Linked DNA regions of Mus musculus: region 1 is linked to region 2. A link is a contact called in public ChIA-PET data. All regions are on one chromosome and are shown on one strand. The core of a region is the stretch at or near the end of the contact, and the rest is flanking DNA. Distances in the headings are between cores, read along the strand shown.

What was found. ChIA-PET counts read pairs in DNA pulled down with a chosen protein or histone mark.
Region 1: a contact with region 2 is called in an RNA polymerase II ChIA-PET map of memory CD8 T cells, with 8 read pairs. The contact joins two enhancer-like sites. A contact is called at or near these places in 1 of 484 Hi-C or Micro-C datasets (CD8 T cells), 1 of 115 datasets of contacts at active chromatin or transcription factors (memory CD8 T cells) and 1 of 9 other capture datasets (pancreatic islet).

What each region holds. Positions count from the first base shown.
Region 1 is chr17:84,858,763-84,861,462 of GRCm38.p6, reverse strand. No RefSeq gene overlaps it. Among named protein-coding and RNA genes, the nearest start is that of Gm46582, 44 kb to the right of the region's middle. Within about 2 kb of position 1,347, at least 104 of the 459 cell types and tissues checked have an H3K27ac peak or open chromatin away from gene starts, as enhancers often do. A contact at or near this core is called in CD8 T cells and memory CD8 T cells, where this site is marked.
Region 2 is chr17:84,632,276-84,634,975 of GRCm38.p6, reverse strand. Dync2li1 (dynein cytoplasmic 2 light intermediate chain 1) reads right to left here. Exons shown (of 13, transcript NM_172256.2): 4 at 1,388-1,457. Among named protein-coding and RNA genes, the nearest start is that of Dync2li1, 7.2 kb to the right of the region's middle. Within about 2 kb of position 1,300, at least 45 of the 459 cell types and tissues checked have an H3K27ac peak or open chromatin away from gene starts, as enhancers often do. A contact at or near this core is called in CD8 T cells and memory CD8 T cells, where this site is marked.

The sequences.
Region 1 (2,700 bases), core at 98-2,597, 230 kb before region 2:
TACGTAGCTCAGGTTAGACTTCTACTAGTCCGGTAAAGCATCCATCTATGTGTCTGGTTCTGATTTTACAAGTGGATAAACTGCTGTTATCTAACCAAGACAGACTCACTCACTCCCAACAAAATAACCAAGGGAAATACTGGTTTTAGGAAATGAGGAAATTCTGAGACCATGGCCTGGAATCCTCTTACGTGTGTTGCCATGAGGACCACCGTGCCACCTGCCATGCTTGGCATCTCTTTCTCTGAGCTCTGTTCTGCAAGGGGAATCATTCTCTGCATCCACTTGTAAGAAAAAGGACACAGCTAACTTTATCATTCTCTCAAGGCTCCATTTGTCTCATCCAGGGTAGAAGTGACAATTTAAACTTCCTAATTAAAGGTAATTAGGTCCCATCTGGCTTTGAAAAATTGGCAGAGTGAATGGGATGGGAGGTTGCTAACCCAGATTCAGTTGAGAAATTTGTCTTCAAGCGCAAATTTTTCAGTCTTCCAGACACTCCCTGGCAGAACTGTCTCTCCCCTCTGGAGAGGGCTGGCCTCCTGATTCTGTCTCTAAAGGGAAGATGGATACGGTAAAGGTGGGTCAGCGCCTCATGGTGTGCAGAAGGGGGTCCCTCCCACTGCGATGTTTCTTCCTGTTCATCTGGAGATGCCGTTCACTGTCACCTTCACCTCTGCTGCTGCACCACGGCAAGCTATGTTCCCTGGGTTGGGGTCGATTGTGACCCTCTCCCCTAGAAGCCATCTCCTTCTAGCAACTTGGTTGTATCAGTTTTCACTGCCTCTGCAGACCTTCTGAGGTTAGGTTACAGCTCCCAACTGATTTCCAACTCGCACTTTACGGTCTGAGCCGTTCCAGCCAGCCCATCACAGCGTGCCCCGCACAGGCTCAGTGGCATACATCTCTACTCTCCTCCCAACACTGGAAATGGACAGTTGGCCTAAGTGTCTCCTCTTCTTCATCCCCATTCTCACTTAACTTATCCCAGCTCTAGCTGGGTGACAGCTCTGGTCCCAAGAGGCCAGAGTAATGCATCATTCTAGAGCATTACTTCTGTTTCCCCCAGAAGCAGGCATTATATCTGCTCTCTCTTTTTGGTGGAGACTCCACCCATAGCTGAAGGCAAAATCCTGTCATTAATGTCAGCCTGGCCCTGGGGTGTTAGTGAGTGAATGCTGTCTCCTGGAAGACTCCAACTCCAGTCTTCTGTTGTCTCAGGCTGGGGCCGAGCAAACTAGATTCTTTTTGTCAGCAGGCTTCCGGTTAACCTTTATAGTGGGGAGCGCAGAGCGGGCTTGAGAAGTTGCGGGGAGCCTGCAAGGCTGGAGGAGGAAGTCAGTATTTCTGCTTTGCTTGTTGTCCTATGAGAGTGGGGAGCACAGAGGGGGTGTGGGGAGCCGGGGGGAGGCTACAAGGCTGGAGGAAGAAGGCAGTACTTGCCCGTTGCTTGTTGTCCTGTGAGGAACCATCATCCCCTATGGGAGGCAGAGCCTTCTCAGGGTGGGCTCAGCCTCTCGATCTCCATGTCCCCTTCAGCTCTCCAGTCCCAACCTCCCTTTGCAGTGCTAGGGGAGGGGTGGCTTCAGAGAGTCTCAAGTTCAAGGAGCAAGACTCGCAGTTGCCACCTACAGTTATGAGCTGGATTACTTCAGTGTCCCTCTGTCCCCTTGAGCCCTGGGAACAGTTCCTCATGTGAGTTCCATTCACAGAAGGATATGGTGTGGTAGCTGTCCCCACACAACTGGATGAAGAATGGCTTTTCTCTGTTTTTTTATGAGTACTTAGATAAGTACTTATAACATTTCTATTTTATTTTGAAATAGATCCTCTTCCTCTACCCAGGCTGTCCTTGTCTTGGCTTCAGCCCCTGGGTGCTGGGATTACAAGTGCGCACCACTGTGTCTGGATGTAGAAATACTCATACATCTTTCCTAGTACCTTTTAGATCTATTGCTGATCAATATGGAGTGACAGGAAACTCATTCTCTCTCTCTCTCTCTCTCTCTCTCTCTCTCTCTCTCTCTCTCTCTCTCTCTCTTTCACACACACACACACACACACACACACAAAAGAGAGAGAGAGAGAGAGAGAGAGAGAGAGAGAGAGAGAGAGAGAGAGAGAGAGAGAGAGAGAGATTAAATAGTGTTCAAGACACTGGCTATCACATAAACTAGAGCAGTACTTCTTGAGACATAGAAGTCAAGGTCAGATGGTCCCAGCTAATGGTTAGGGATGGAAGAAGGGATCCAGGCATTGTACACTGACTGAGACTCCTGGAGTGTCACCCACCGTCTGTTGTGAACACCCACCCACCCCTTAAGCTGCTCTGCAAGCCAGAACAGATGGACAGCACTCTATTTAATCAGTCTGTCTCTTTTACCGTCCCCGCCCCCCACAGGAAGCTCTCAACTTACAGAAGAAAGCAAGGGAAGAAGCCATCTCACCCCCTTGCTCTCTAGATTATTGTTCTCTAGGGACGTGGTTCTCAGCCTTCCTAATGCTGTGTGACCCTTTAATACACTTCCTCATGTTGTGCCTCCCCTCCAGCCATAAAGCTATTTTCATTGTTACTTCATTACTGTAATTTTGCTACTGTTATGAATTGCAATGTAAGCATCTGATATGCAGGAGATCAGATATTAATCAATTGTCCAGCCTTCAAAGGGATCAAGACCCACAGGTTGAGAACCACCGTTC
Region 2 (2,700 bases), core at 51-2,550:
ATTCTTGTACATTTATGTGTCGTATAACTCTTTCTTTTCTCTTTCTTTCTTTCTTTCTTTCTTTCTTTCTTTCTTTCTTTCTTTCTTCCTTCCTTCCTTCCTTCCTTCCTCCCTCCCTCCCTCCCTCCCTCCCTCCCTCTTCCCCTCTTTCTTTTTCTTTTTTCTTTCTTTTTCTTTTTCTTTTCTCTCCTTCCTTCCTTCCTTCCTTCCTTCCTTCCTTCCTTCCTTCCTTCCTTCCTTTCTTATTTTATGAGACAAGGGCTCACTACACAGTCCTGACTGGACTGGAGCTTACTACATGGACTAGCCCGACTTTGAACTCACAAAGATCCACCTGCTTCCACCTCCTGAGTGCTGGGATCATGGGTGTGTCCTACCAAACAGTTCTTTAAGACACTCTCTAGTGGGAGAACATTGGAACTAGATCATTCTCTACAAATGTGCTTTTGTATGGAGTAGTAGGACCTTCTCTGGCCTGTTCTTCCCACACCTATGTTTGAGAAATGGTCCCCTAGGAATTTCTGTCCCCACACCACATGTGACTCTACTCTAGGTCAGGCAGGCACGCTCCAGGCAGGCCTCACGCCCAGGAGCAGAGTGGACAAATACAGTGATTCCAGGCTTTTCTGTGTGGCTTTTGTTGGTGGGGTTTGTCTTCTTGTCTTTCTTTTGTTTGCTTCAGCTCCCCCCACTTTTGAGAGAGAAAGAATCTGAAGCTGGGGGAGTGGAGGGGGGGGAGTGGAGGGGGGGGAGGCTCTGGGAGGCTTGGAGAAGGGGAAGTATGCTCCACATACAGTGTGCGTATAGCAAGTCTAGAGATAATTCGTAAATTATGAGAACGGAGGCAGTTATTTTTATTTGAAAAAGAGAAAAAGTGCCATCTATATTGTAGGTGATCAAAGAACCCTAGACCATCAAGCTCCAAAGAAATCTCACTTCATGCTGGGCCTGCCGTCACATGTCTGTCTATAACTTATTGATACTCAGAAGCTGAGGCAGGAGAGTTGCAAACTTGGGGCCATCTGGGCTACATAATGAGTTTCAGGCCCGTCTGAGATACAGAGTGGAAAAAGAGACAAAACCCCAAGCCCCAAAGTGAAAACACCACACACGAAACAAGGAACTCACTATCAGAGGGGCAGAAGTCGGCCAAAGAACTGTACGGACATTGTAAATAAATCTTTTCAACATTTTAAGGTACAAAAGAGAAAGCTGAAATGTTCTCTCAGATTACACGGACTTCCTGCCAGCTGAGCTGCACGTGAGGTTAAAACCCACATCTGTGCCAGGCACCACTGGTGGGCTTCCTGTTTGCAGATAACGTAAGCCATCTCAGCACCATGGCCTCCCACCTGAGGCCTGGGACAGGACTTCAGGACGGACTCACCGTGTTGTGCCCCTTGGTCTTCCTTCCGTACGTGTACTCCAACGCTAAGGTCGGCTTTGCTGACTCATCCCTGCACGATAAAGGCAGACGCTATTAGCATGATGGTGGGTCATTCTCACCTCCTCTTAAACACTTTGTGAATAATATCGAATATTTTATATTAATAATGAATACTAGCACCGAGGTAAAGCTATAATAATGTTATTCCACAAGACACAAACAAGCCCCTCAAACACTGTCCTGGGGGCTGTAGTGGCAGAGGCGGGAGTGAACAACGATGCCCGATGCCCAAATGGATGGCTGCTTTGCGGGGCCAGCGGAGACACAGCGAGCGGGCAGCGCCAAGGGCCATGCTCTGTCCCCAGCTCTCTGATCCCATGCCATGTGGGGAATACTGACTCGTTGGATCAGCCTCAATGTCTGAGCTGAGAACCAAATGCCAGGCACCGAGTAAGGACACAGTGGGAGATTTTTATGTTGTTCTTTATTTCAAATCTCAGCCAAAATATGAGAGTTGAAAAAAAAAAACCTATATGAACAAGGACATAAAACCAACAAATGATTTGGAAGATATTTAAATGATTTAATAAATTACTTATATAACTTTAAATTATTTGGAAAGCAATTAATGGTATATATTTGTTTTAAATGTTGTAAGAAAATATATGCACTAAACCGTTTTGGCATACCTTTTTAAGTGTGCAGTTCACAGTGTGAAGCACCTTCATTCACACTGCTGTGCACCCAAGCCTCGTGGCTTCTCAACTCCGTATGCACTGAATAATGTCCCACATCCTTCCCTCCCAGCCTCAGCTTCTCCCCTCACTTCTGCTTCTCTGAGACTCACTGCTTGAGGACCCCATACAGAAGGAATCAGACAGCTTTGTCTGTTTGGTGACTGGCTCATTTCACGTAGCATAGTGTCTTCAAAGTTCACACACATTATAGAATATGAAAGAATGTATTTCCTTTTTAAATAAAAGACTTCTTATGTAGATGAGTAGGGCCTGCACGCATGTGTGTGCACCATGTGCATGTGTGTATACACCATGTGCACGTGTGTGCACCGTGCACCGTGAGCATGCCGGGTGCCTGTGGAGGTCAGAGGATCTGGATGCCTCGGAGTTACAGATCGTCGTGAGCTACCGTGTAGGTGCTGGGGAGCAAGCCTGGGTCCTCTGCAAGGACAGCAGGTGCTGCCCAATTCTGGATTTCTTTCCCTTTCGAGGTGGAATAATATTATATTTAGTTCAAACTAGGAGAACAAAGACCACAAATTTAGAATTTCTATTTGTTGAATATTTTGAACTTTA